4 separate regions of the Mus musculus genome follow, and regions 1, 3 and 4 are each linked to region 2. Evidence: chromatin contacts called from public HiChIP or PLAC-seq data. All regions are on one chromosome and are shown on one strand. The core of a region is the stretch at or near the end of the contact, and the rest is flanking DNA. Distances in the headings are between cores, read along the strand shown.

The links. HiChIP or PLAC-seq counts read pairs in DNA pulled down with a chosen protein or histone mark.
Region 1: a contact with region 2 is called in an HNF4G HiChIP or PLAC-seq map of pancreatic cancer cells. The contact joins two enhancer-like sites. A contact is called at or near these places in 1 of 15 datasets of contacts at CTCF or cohesin (the NIH/3T3 cell line), 2 of 484 Hi-C or Micro-C datasets (cortical neurons and embryonic stem cells) and 2 of 115 datasets of contacts at active chromatin or transcription factors (the NIH/3T3 cell line and pancreatic cancer cells).
Region 3: a contact with region 2 is called in a CTCF HiChIP or PLAC-seq map of the NIH/3T3 cell line, with 13 read pairs. The contact joins two enhancer-like sites. A contact is called at or near these places in 1 of 15 datasets of contacts at CTCF or cohesin (the NIH/3T3 cell line) and 1 of 484 Hi-C or Micro-C datasets (embryonic stem cells).
Region 4: a FOXA1 HiChIP or PLAC-seq map of pancreatic cancer cells shows a contact between it and region 2. The contact joins two enhancer-like sites. A contact is called at or near these places in 1 of 15 datasets of contacts at CTCF or cohesin (the NIH/3T3 cell line) and 1 of 115 datasets of contacts at active chromatin or transcription factors (pancreatic cancer cells).

Annotation. Positions count from the first base shown.
Region 1 is chr10:67,844,879-67,847,578 of GRCm38.p6, reverse strand. No RefSeq gene overlaps it. Among named protein-coding and RNA genes, the nearest start is that of Gm51769, 56 kb to the right of the region's middle. Within about 2 kb of position 1,403, at least 64 of the 459 cell types and tissues checked have an H3K27ac peak or open chromatin away from gene starts, as enhancers often do. A contact at or near this core is called in pancreatic cancer cells, where this site is marked.
Region 2 is chr10:67,609,323-67,612,275 of GRCm38.p6, reverse strand. No RefSeq gene overlaps it. Among named protein-coding and RNA genes, the nearest start is that of 4930563J15Rik, 39 kb to the right of the region's middle. Within about 2 kb of position 1,410, at least 58 of the 459 cell types and tissues checked have an H3K27ac peak or open chromatin away from gene starts, as enhancers often do. A contact at or near this core is called in the NIH/3T3 cell line and pancreatic cancer cells, where this site is marked.
Region 3 is chr10:67,746,190-67,749,042 of GRCm38.p6, reverse strand. No RefSeq gene overlaps it. Among named protein-coding and RNA genes, the nearest start is that of Gm40681, 31 kb to the left of the region's middle. Within about 2 kb of position 1,487, at least 29 of the 459 cell types and tissues checked have an H3K27ac peak or open chromatin away from gene starts, as enhancers often do. A contact at or near this core is called in the NIH/3T3 cell line, where this site is marked.
Region 4 is chr10:67,360,258-67,363,014 of GRCm38.p6, reverse strand. All of the region lies in intron 2 of Gm46230 (a long non-coding RNA gene), which reads right to left. Among named protein-coding and RNA genes, the nearest start is that of Gm46230, 12 kb to the right of the region's middle. Within about 2 kb of position 1,499, at least 41 of the 459 cell types and tissues checked have an H3K27ac peak or open chromatin away from gene starts, as enhancers often do. A contact at or near this core is called in the NIH/3T3 cell line and pancreatic cancer cells, where this site is marked.

The DNA.
Region 1 (2,700 bases), core at 154-2,653, 240 kb before region 2:
TTTAATTTTATACAGAGCCAGGTAACTTCGTGGGGTAGCACTGACCTTGGATTAGAGGGCTGTGCTATGAACTGCCATTTTTCTGCTGACTTTTGCAACTCTAAATGAAGCCGCCAGAAGGAAAGAAAATGAACTCGGAAACAAAGTTGCCCAACTAAATGAGCACAGAGAACCCTAATGACAGGCAACATCACACATATGAGAGAAAATACGGAAAAATGGATCTGGGAAGGATACGGAAAAATGGATCTTAGTCACAATTTCTGACTAAGTTAAAGGTTCTTGGATACTGTTCTTGGGAAATGAAATAAATAAATGAATTTTTTTTCTTTCTAAGGAAATGCACAGTTCCCTGACATAGAGTTTATTTTACTGCATGTGTCACATGGATCTTTTCTGAAACAAACCATTCACTAGAGAAGGTTGAAGGCTATAATGCACTATGCAGATTTCCTGGCATCTCCCAGCTGGGGACAGCATCACATGACCCAGCCCATACACTTAGAGCAGAGGTTCTCAACCTTCCTAGTGCTGCACCCTTTTAATACATTTCTTCATGTTATAGTGACACCCCCAACTTAAATTATTTCAATTGCTACTTTATAACTGTAATTTTTGCTACTGTTATGAGTCATAACGTAAATTTTGGATATACAAGATATTTAGTATGTGCCCTGGGGGTCTCGACCCACAGGTTGAGAATCACCAACTTAGAGGCTTCTTCCACCCTTGACCCAGTTGAGCTGTGGTTCAAAGGGTACCCAGAAAAGACTGGCTACAAACAGACTGAGGCAGGGTAAACAATGAGTACCCCAAATACGTGAGGCACTGTGTTACCTCTTTTCCCACCTTTCCTAACCTGGTTCCCTTTCCTCTGGTATCAGGCCACTGAGTCTGACTCTTGTCACCCCTTTAAGCCATTGTTTTGCTCCTCCAGCCTCCGCCCGTTCTTGTCTCTTTGCATGAGTTGCCCAATTTGAGCTACTCATTATTAGCTTGTTTAATTTGGCCTCAAAGCCCCTCATGGCTTGGCAGAGAGGTGAAGCTTGGCTCACTCCTTCATGGGTGGACTTGTTCAGCGGAGGACCAGGGCTAGGGTCGACAGCAGTTAAAAAATAAAGTGGAAACGAGGGCAGAGGCCCCATCATCCATGCGCCACAACCCGCTGAGGCTTGGCCACCTGTCTGGAGAGCTTTGAGGCTTCCTTGCCTGGGGAGGAACAAGTCTTTTAGCTTCGTTCCCACTTCTTAATCAGAAAAGAATCCCAGGAAAAACTGCCCTTGCTTGCCATGCAGGTCTTTGGCAAAGATTCAGTGGGCGTTACCCACATTCCCCTTCTCACCACACCCCAGCTCCACAATGGCCACCATTGTCTCCCGAAGGACTTCTCTTGTGCCCGGGGAGACTGGCACAGACAACTCACTGCACCCAGCTGAGGAGTTCAGCCTCTCAGAACTGGACTCAAGCCGTTCCCAACAGCCCACGTTCCACAATGAAGGACTGTCCTGTCGTAGGTGACAGAATGAGTCACTTTCTTTCTTCACTCTGGATTAAGGATAGATACTGAACAATCAAAGTAGTACTGGCACTTAGCCCCGAGGTTTGTTTATAGGAGCCCCACTATGTGCTCTCAAGCAGCCAGGAGAAAGCCATTGTTGCTTCTGCTTTGCCAAAGCGGAAACTCAGTTCGCTGTTTATCTCAGGGGTTAGCCCAGATACTCCTTGTGTGCCAGGAAGAGTGTGTCTGTGTTACTGAGTCAGCTCCCTGAAAGCTGTTTAAGAAAGATTCAGTGATATAGGAAGAGCATAGATCCAGACAAAGAGAGAAGAAAGGAAGATATGAAGACAAAGAGAGAAGAAAGGAAGATATGAAGTTGGGAAGAGGTAGAAGGGTGAAGAATGGGTTCGATAGAGGGAAGAGTAGGGTGCATGCATATGATAAAAATACATTGCAAATATATTTAAGATTCTCAAAGAATTTATACATAATATAGGTTATTATGTATATACATATACATATGTATACATATACATATACACGCATTCATATATACATATATACACATACCTATATACAAATACATATATATACATATACACATATACATATATACATATTACATGTATACACACATACATACATATACACATATACACATTACATATATACATGCATACACACATATACCTATATATACCTATTTAATCATGTGTATATTTACACATACATATATACATATACCTATATGTAGACATATATTCACAGACATATATACACATGTACATATATATGTACATAGACATATATACATATATACCTATACACATATGTGTATATATATATTAAAAAAGAAAGCACAGGATAGAAGGAGGAAACAGTATTCTTTCAGAGATCCTTTAAAGCATAGGCTACGGGCAGGTTTGATTGGGACCCTGTGAAAGATCCAGCTCTGGACCAGGGATCAGGGAAACTACTGGAGGTTGGGAATGAGCTCTGATACTTCAAAGGGAATTAATTGCCCTCAGATAACAACATTGCAGTCTTTAATTTTTAAGACTTATTTATTTATTTGAGTATAGGGTGGGGTAAATGTGTCGATGTCAGAGGACAATTTGAAGGGGTGATTCTCTCCTCTCACCATGTGGGCTCCAGAGACAGAATCCAGGTTGTGTGAGAGGCAGCTTTGCCTGTTGAAACAT
Region 2 (2,953 bases), core at 161-2,660:
GAGAGAGAGAGAGAGAGAGAGAGAGAGAGAGAGAGAGAGAGAAGAACCCTTGGAGATTCTGCCACCCAGACTCCGAGGAGTCAGACTCTGAAACTGAGGGGAGGTAACTAGCCTTGTAGTAGACATACAATAGAATAAAAGGGTTACATAAGTCAGGAGCTAGTCAGGCAACAAGCTCAAGTTTATGGCCTAGGCTTTTATTTATAAATAATTAAGTCTCAGAGTCCTTATTCAGGAACTAAGGCAAGAGTAGAAGAGACTGTACTTACACCCCTGTGTATTTGATTTGCTTGTTTTTCTTGGATTTTCTTCTCCTATTGATGTGTAAGATATAAAATGCTGTTTTGAGTTCTCTGCCAGTAACAAGCATTGTAAATATCTTTCTTTAGCCTGAAGCTTATGCTTTAACTCCATGGAATCTTTGCAGGAAGCAAATGCATTATTTCAGGTTGCATAAAAAGTCTATAAACTTCTTTGTGAGTCCAGCTCCTTTTGTTGAATGGTGTTCTCCATGTACTTATGCTGCCTTTCTCAGTTTAGGCCCCAATGCTATCCAGGGCTTGGTACACACTGTGAAACAACTCTTCTCTTCTCCCATAGCCCCAAACCCCAAAGCTTAAGAGAGTCCATCCTTTCTTCACAGAGTAAGACCAGCATCCCGTGTAGTCACGGGTATATTGCTGTAGCCTTTCTGTCTCTGTGTCTCTCTCAGCACCAATGACTTTCAGGAGAGTCCCCATCCATGTCTAGAAAGGCATCATTCTTTGGCTAACGCTGAAGCCTGCACTCTGAAACAGTGCCAGTGTGGTCCCCATAGCTTGCCTGGATTCCTTCCGGCCTGTCAGCCAGAAGATCCAGAAAACAGGGGCCTCCAGAACAGCAAGAGGGAGACAGAGGTGTGCAGAAAGACCCTCAAACAGGAAACAAAAAATGTTATTTCCAATTATTCCATTTTCTTTCTAGTCTTAGCTCTAAAAGTATGTAGATTTGTTCAAGACTCAACTGCTTCAATACAAAAATGTGTCTTCATAGGAATTCTCTACTAACCAGAAGAAGAGCCAGCCTTTATTGGCATATAACTACTTGTTAACCAATTGTGCCTTATTAGGCTGTATGTACTATGTCATTTCCTTAAAAATAGAGATGGGGGGTGGAAAATGAAGGTGAGGAAGTAAAGTGATTTGTCCGAGGTCACAGCTAAATACTGGCAAAAGCCGTTTCCTCATAACTAGTACCCATTACCTTCCATGCTATAGGATGTACCACTCCGGAGTAATGTCCACACTGATAGGAGAGACAGTGAATCTTGCTTTACCACTACATTTCAACACGGGCCAGCACATTGCCAGGCACACAATAGGCTCTCTGTCAATATCTGTAGACTAGGAGGATGAGGCGCATGCCAACTGTGGGCTCTGTGGTTTGTGAGTCATGAAAGGTCTGAGTGGTTTATTTAGCTGTTGAGCAGAGAAGCACCTTCACCTCGCTTCCTCTGAAAGCCACGCCAAGCCTCTCTGCCTCTTAGCTTCAGGTGATGGACTGGGTTTTGCACTGACTGCTGTATAGCCTCTCAAAATGTCCCTGTAGGATTGAGGTTGGTGAGGCAAGGCTCACCGGGCTTAGTGTCTGCAGCATGTCCAGCCCCTAGAGCCATCGACCTCTTACGTCCCAGATATTTCAGTATCTGGGCTTTTGCTTTTTCCGAGAGCCACCAGCAGCAGCCCTCCCTCCTCATGAGGCCGTGGTGCTAAATCTGAAAATTGTTTTGTTGCTCAGCTCCACAGAGATTACTGCTGCTATGGGGATTCCCAGACAGCCCAGAGCCCCTTGCTGATGAGTGGAGTTCCCCGTCATGAGAAGTGAATGGGTCATGGAACTCACTGGTCTCTGGTGGGCTGTCTGCATCATGACATCTTACCCAAAGAATTGTTGGGCTATTTGAGGGAATAAGAAGGAATGATATGCAAGGGAGGAGGTTATACTGTGTTGGGTGCTGGTTGAGGGAGGAATGTGTCTCTCCTTAGACCTCACAGTTTTAAATGGACTGATCAATAAAGGTCTCCTGGCAGGCTGACCTAATCTACAGCCTCTTGGGATAAAAGAGTTTATCCTCTCTGAATCAAGGTCAGCCTCAAAGCTACTCAGGCCCTACAATAGCTCTACTCCATCAAGAAGGTAAATAAATTGCCATCTAAGAAACAACCCCAATGTGCCTTACATTCAACTCATATTATCTGCCATGGTCTTGACTTTGGCCTTGGCAACCATTATTGCTATGGACACTGATCTGAATTCTAATATGGCCACAAATTCTTAGAAGGTCTGTAGAATCCCATGCTTCTAGAACACCCCTTACCACCAGTCTTTATTGGAGTCTTTACTGTGCATTTCCCATTATCTCTAGAAACATTACCTTGTTGAGTCTTCACATGACTTGGCCTACAACCCTGTGGTCTCTTTCCATAACCCATTCAGGAGTGCAACAAGAAATGCCTAACCATGACTAGGTTCCAGACACTGATCTAGGCATTAGGATTATGTGACCAATAAGTGAAGTCCTTACTGTCAAAGCATAGCATTCAGGAGGTGAGAAAGGGAATCCACACCTAGATAAGGAGCGATTAACATCACCCCTGGACATGGTAAACTGCCCTCTGAAGACAAGGCAAAGTGAGGTCAGAGCAAGCTTTACCTCCAACAAAGGAATCAAAGAGATAGGCAGCATTCAAGGGAGAGTTAACGAGCATTGGAGGACATGGTGTGATGACCTAAGGTGAGAACATTGTGGAAAACAGGCATGGTGAAGTGTGTGAGTGTCCATTTGTGCTGGAAGACAAATGGAGGGCTTAAGGCAGAGAGATGGTATACCCAACTTGTCTTCTTAACCTGCTGAGAAGAAAGATTCCAGGAGTCTGGAGTAAAAACCCAGCTCATGACAGAAGTCTATGAAAAC
Region 3 (2,853 bases), core at 238-2,737, 140 kb before region 2:
TGTAAACACTCTGTGCTACAGCTATATTTGTATTAGATACTTTCTGTCCACGTATACTTATGTGACTTGTTAGGAGCTAATGATTTTCCTTAGACAGCCTCAACCTATTTTGATGAAGCAGCCTTGGATTTCTTTGGTTTAGTTTGCGATACTCCACTGAGGACATCCCAGGGCTTACAGGCCCCATGCTTCTTCCCCTTTCTAGCCTCATGTCAGAAGTTCCTCAGGAATCCAGTTCTGAAAATCACTAGAGGGTGTGCATTGTGCGAACCCATGAGAACATACACTGTTCCCCATTCTCTGACTTACTCTCTGGTTCTTTTCTGACCAGATTACACTGAGAGTGAGTCAAGTTATTTTTTTTTCTTTTATCCAAGTCCCTGGAAGTTGGTCCGTAGCCTGGACTCACCTCGTTCCTATATAGACACGGCTAAGAGACTCATTCGAAATCTGACTCATTAGCTCAGGAGACACAGCACCGAATCCATGTTCTTTACATAAAGTGGAAATGATACTTAGCCAGCAGTGCCACAGATGGAGATCCAGCTGCATAGTAATATAATAATAAGCAGATTGCTGATGTCAGCGACTAGGGTGCTGCAGCCTGCTCAAAGCTTTTGCTACTCTAGCATCTTCTTTCATTCAAAACCTGTTGTGCTTATGTGCCCTTTGAATGACAGGTCATCTTCAAATTTCACCAAGTGCTCCCAATCCAAGATGGCTGGGGGTACTTAGGAGCTCGTGCTGAAGCTTTGCCGGGCAAGAAGCAGCTGTCACCTGAAAAAAGAGGAATAGCATGAATCCACAGATTTCCTTAGAACCCATGTCTCCAGACAGTGCCCAGACACTGGAGGAAGTCTGAAGCTTTAGAACTCACCACAGTGTAAGTGAGAGAGGGGAATTCTTCACATGCAGCCGATGAAATAATGGGTAACTGGTCTCTAGCAAATGGCCAGACATTTCCAAGAAAAGACTCAAGCGACAGCTCTCCAGTCATTACATGGAGGTACACGGGTCTCGTCGGGGGGGGGGGGGGGCTCAAGATAAATAGCATGATGACTGCACTTTGTATTTCTCCAAGTGAGCCTGTAGGGGAATCAGCTAAATGACATGAAAATGGTCATCTGTTATGGATGAGAATAATAACCCCATAAAGTCATTTTTATCCCGAGTTCAGATCCGCCTGCTTCTCTCCCCTCTCTTTCCACATGCTGTAATGGGATAAGTGGTGTTTTCAATCAGGGAGGGATGGGGGAAATTAAGAAGCTTCAGGAAAACTGTATCCCGACTTTCCAAGCCCTGTCTAGGCCAGTCTACGGTCTAGGCAGAGGCTGCCTTCCTCCTGCCTGGAGATTTCCATGGCCAGCGGAAGCAAGGCAGGGACAGCTGAAAATAATTGCCCTTGTGACCCTTTCCCAAGGAGATCCTAAGGTTGAAGGCTTGGAGACTCAGCTTGTTGCCATCCTGCCTTCATTTCTCTGGGTAAGAAGTCATGCTGAATGAATTTGTGATTCACTTCATAAACACTTGAGGGAATGGTTTCTTGCCTCCTTGAGCCATGTTTTGAAATCTGGTCTGCACCACCCTTCAAAATATAAAAGAAAAAAAATAAAGGAAAGCTTTAATAAACCAAATGACTGCTTTGCTCAACAAAGGCAAAGAGTGTCTCTATTAGTGTTCATTATGGGAGAGTCTGCCCCAGTAGGGTGTGCATGACGTAGGTATCAGCCCTGACTGACTGGGGGGCGGGTAGTTTACAGAGAGAATGACTACATTTCAAATGGTTTGAAAACATATTTATAAAGTCTAGAAATGTAAGGTGACTTTATTTATTCTGCATCTATGTGGCAAATTTATCAGATCCAACTGCTTTCCTAAGAACACCCCCTACTCACTGAAGAAACCTTCTTCATTTGAAATATGCATTCTTTCTCTTTGGAAATTCATTACATTAAAGTATATGGGAGGGGTAGGGAGAAGACCTAGTTAGCAAAGTGTTTACATTGAAAGTACAGGGACCTGAGTTTGATCCTCAAACCCCACATTAATTAGAAGGAGGAGGAGGAGGAGAGGAAGAGGAAAAGGAAGAGGAAGAAAGAGGAGGGGGAGGAGGAGAAAGAGAAGGAGAAGGAGAAGAGGAGAAGAAGAAGAAGAAGAAGAAGAAGAAGAAGAAGAAGAAGAAGAAGAAGAAGAAGAAGAAGAAGAAGAAGAAGAAGAAGAAGAAGAAGAAGAAGAAGAAGAAGGCGGCAAGTATAGGGGTGCTTGTAATGCTAGCCCAGGGGATGCAAGAGGCAGGCAGGTCCCTGTATCTCACTTGCCAGACAGTCTAACCTAAGTGGTAAGCAGGGGGCCAGTCAGAGATCCCTGGCTTAAAAAAAAGGAACAACAACAAAAGTAAGAGTGTCCTCTGGGGAATGACACCAGACATGTTTCTCTGGTCTCCATAGCCGAGCACACACACACACACACACACACACACACACACATACACATTTGTATGCATACCCAGGTGTGTGCACATACCCACATGCTCACACACATGTAACTCTACACAAACTCTATGCTATACTCACGGTATATGATTTTAGAAGAGAAATAAAAAAAGACAGAGAGCATGTATACTCTGCTTACACTGAAACTGAGCAATTGGCTTGGCCCAATCAGCTCAGTTATGAGACTCACATGGACTTTGGCCAACAAGATCTGGATGCTCTTCAAGTAAAATACCAGATGGCTCAACTAACCAGCTCTATCCACCGATATCCAATTGTTTTGCACAGAGAGACTGAGCCTTGAGCAGAGCCTATAGTGTATCAGCTGTCATATTTCATTGACTCCTAAGTGAAGAATAAA
Region 4 (2,757 bases), core at 250-2,749, 250 kb after region 2:
TGAGTGTTTGCGTAGGGGAACTCAGTTCACAGAGCCCTGTACATGGATCAGTTGCTGGCTACTGTTGTACGCAATCTGTCTCGGGTACCTGCCCATCTTCCTCAGTCAACTTCCGTAACTAGAAAGTTAATCACCAGCATTGCTTCCTCGAACCTTTGGCGGTGAAACATTTTTCTCATGGTAAATATTTATCTCTACTTTGTTTACTAACGAGGTGAATGGAGTGTTGTTCTCTCTGTTGTACGTAGCACTGCCACCAACAGGCTCTTTGCCCCTGCAGGATGACTTAACTTTGGATTTCTCCCAGATATGTGAATATCTGTTTTCCAAAGACATGGCTATGGTCAGAATTCTCATAGTTCACTATGGTAAAAGAGATCCCCACACTGTTGAGCTGTTGAGCCTGTTTAAAAAAAAAAAAAAGTGGGGCTGGCCCCAGATTAACAATAGCTACCTCCCTCCTAAGACTCCCTTATACTTTCGACATGCTCTTGCAAACTGCAAATCAAAAAAAGAAAAACTACTTTGAGATTACATCGTCTACCAGTCACCTTGGCCAAGATCAATAAAACAAATGACAGCTCATACTGTCAGGGATGTGGGGTAAGGGGAACACTCCTCCGTTGCTGTGGGAATGCAAACTTGTACAGCCACTATGGAAAGCAGTGCGCTCTGGTTCTAGGCAAGGATGGGAATAGCTCTACCTCAAGATCCAGCTAGACCACGCTTGGGCATCATCTACCCAAAGGATGCTTCATCCCACTGCAGAGAAGATGCTTGCTCAGCCATGTTCACTGCTGCTCTATGCACCATAGCCAGACACTGAGAACAGCCTTGATGCCCGTCGACTGGTTAGGCAAATGGATGAATAATAAAAATGGAAAACGAAACATTATTTGGCTGTTAAAAGAATTATGAAAATTATGGGTAAATGGATGAATGGAGCTATAAAAAAATAATCATCCTGACTGAGGTAATCCAGACCCTACAAGTCAACAGATATCCTATGTTCTCTTTTAAATGGGGATTTTAGGCGTTAAGCCTTAGGTAGGCGTTCTACAATCTGCATAACCACGGAGCTTATGTATTGAGTAAGGGGCTAGAGAGGAAGGGGAGAATTAAAGTGAGCGGAATAAAAGCTCTTCAGGCTGTCAACCCTGACATCCTCAGGGACACCGGTCCTGACAGAGATATCAACAATTTTGGCGCATTCAAGGGACAATTTCATGGGGCCCACAATTGTGTTACTCTACACGTATGTGTGTATGGCGTGTGTGCATGTATGCATGTTTGCACATGAGTGGGTAGGCAGGCACACACACAAACACACACACACACTTGTCTGTGTGTGTGTGTGTTGCTGCTATATGTGTGTTTATGTGTGTTTGTGTGTATGAGAGAGAAAGAAGAAAGAAGGAGAGAGAGACAGAGAGAGCCCTAAGCCTAATGTTGAAAGCCTCCCTGGATCTCATTCAACCCTTCACCCTGTTCACTGAGTCAGGCTTCCCCAGAGCTCACCAACATGGTTACTCTAGCCAGCCAGCTTGCTCTGGGCCTGAGGTGCCCTCTCTCCATCTTCTGAGTACTGGAATTACAAGCAGGCCGCCACATCCACCCAGCATCTATGTGGGTTCTGGGGACCCAAACTCCCAATTCTCGCTTGTACGGCACGGGCTTTATTTGCTGATCTGTCTCTTCAGCACCAGAGTGTATTACTTCAACAGATGAAATAAATTCTGTCAAAGATGGAGTGTCAGGGATGCCATTAGAATCTTTATGTGACATATTGCCCTGACCAGTCACAGGCACACCGACAGTATTGTTCCATCTGCAAAGCCCAGTGAGTATAAGCAGCACTGAATAGGGGCAGCAATTGTTCTCCTGTAATGAGGCTGTGGACTCTGTTCTTGGCGTGACTCACTCTGAGTTTATTTAGAAGTTGAGGGTGGCTCCCCGTGTTCAGACAAATTGGACAGTTTGCCACATCACCGCCATTACCACCACCTCCGATGTTGGGCTTCCTTCCAAGACATTCAGCGAGGCTCCTCAGAAAGGCACAAGCCACATGGTTCTCTCTGAGTCACGAGGAGCAAACAGCACTCAAGCCCACAGCCTGGGGTTCTCTCCACCAGACTCTCAGAGAAACCTTCATGACTTAAATTCATCCCAACAGAACGTCTTGTGTTTTACATGTATGGCATGTGTGTGGCCGTACATGTGTGCACGCTTGAGTTTATACCACGGTATGCATGCAGAGGTCAGAGTCGTTGTCTCCTTCCACCACGTGGGTCCTAGGGACCAAACTCAGGTCACTGGGCTTAGCAGCAAGCTTCCCCCTGAGCCATCTCATCAGCTCACCATGTGTGTTTGTGTGTGTGTGTGTGCGTGCGCGCGCGCGCGAGAAAGAGAGTGTATAAATCAGCTTTTCTTTATGTCTGTTTCCAAGCACAATAGTAACAGTAGAAGTGCCTCTCACATGGGATCCACACTGTGGTTTTGGAATGATTCCCTAAATAAAATTAGCCTTCTCTATTACAGCCTCTCTCCACATACACATCCTACACATTAAATATCAATCTTCAAACAGACTTTGATGCCATTTCTCTGTGTCCTCCTTACCTGCTTAAAGAACCGATGTTCATCAAAACTCGGAAGTATCTGAGATGTTCTGCCCTGGATGAATAGATAATTAGCTATAGCCCATCTGCACAGGAATGTTACCACACGTTCTGAAAGTGAAGAGTTATCAGGCTGGGG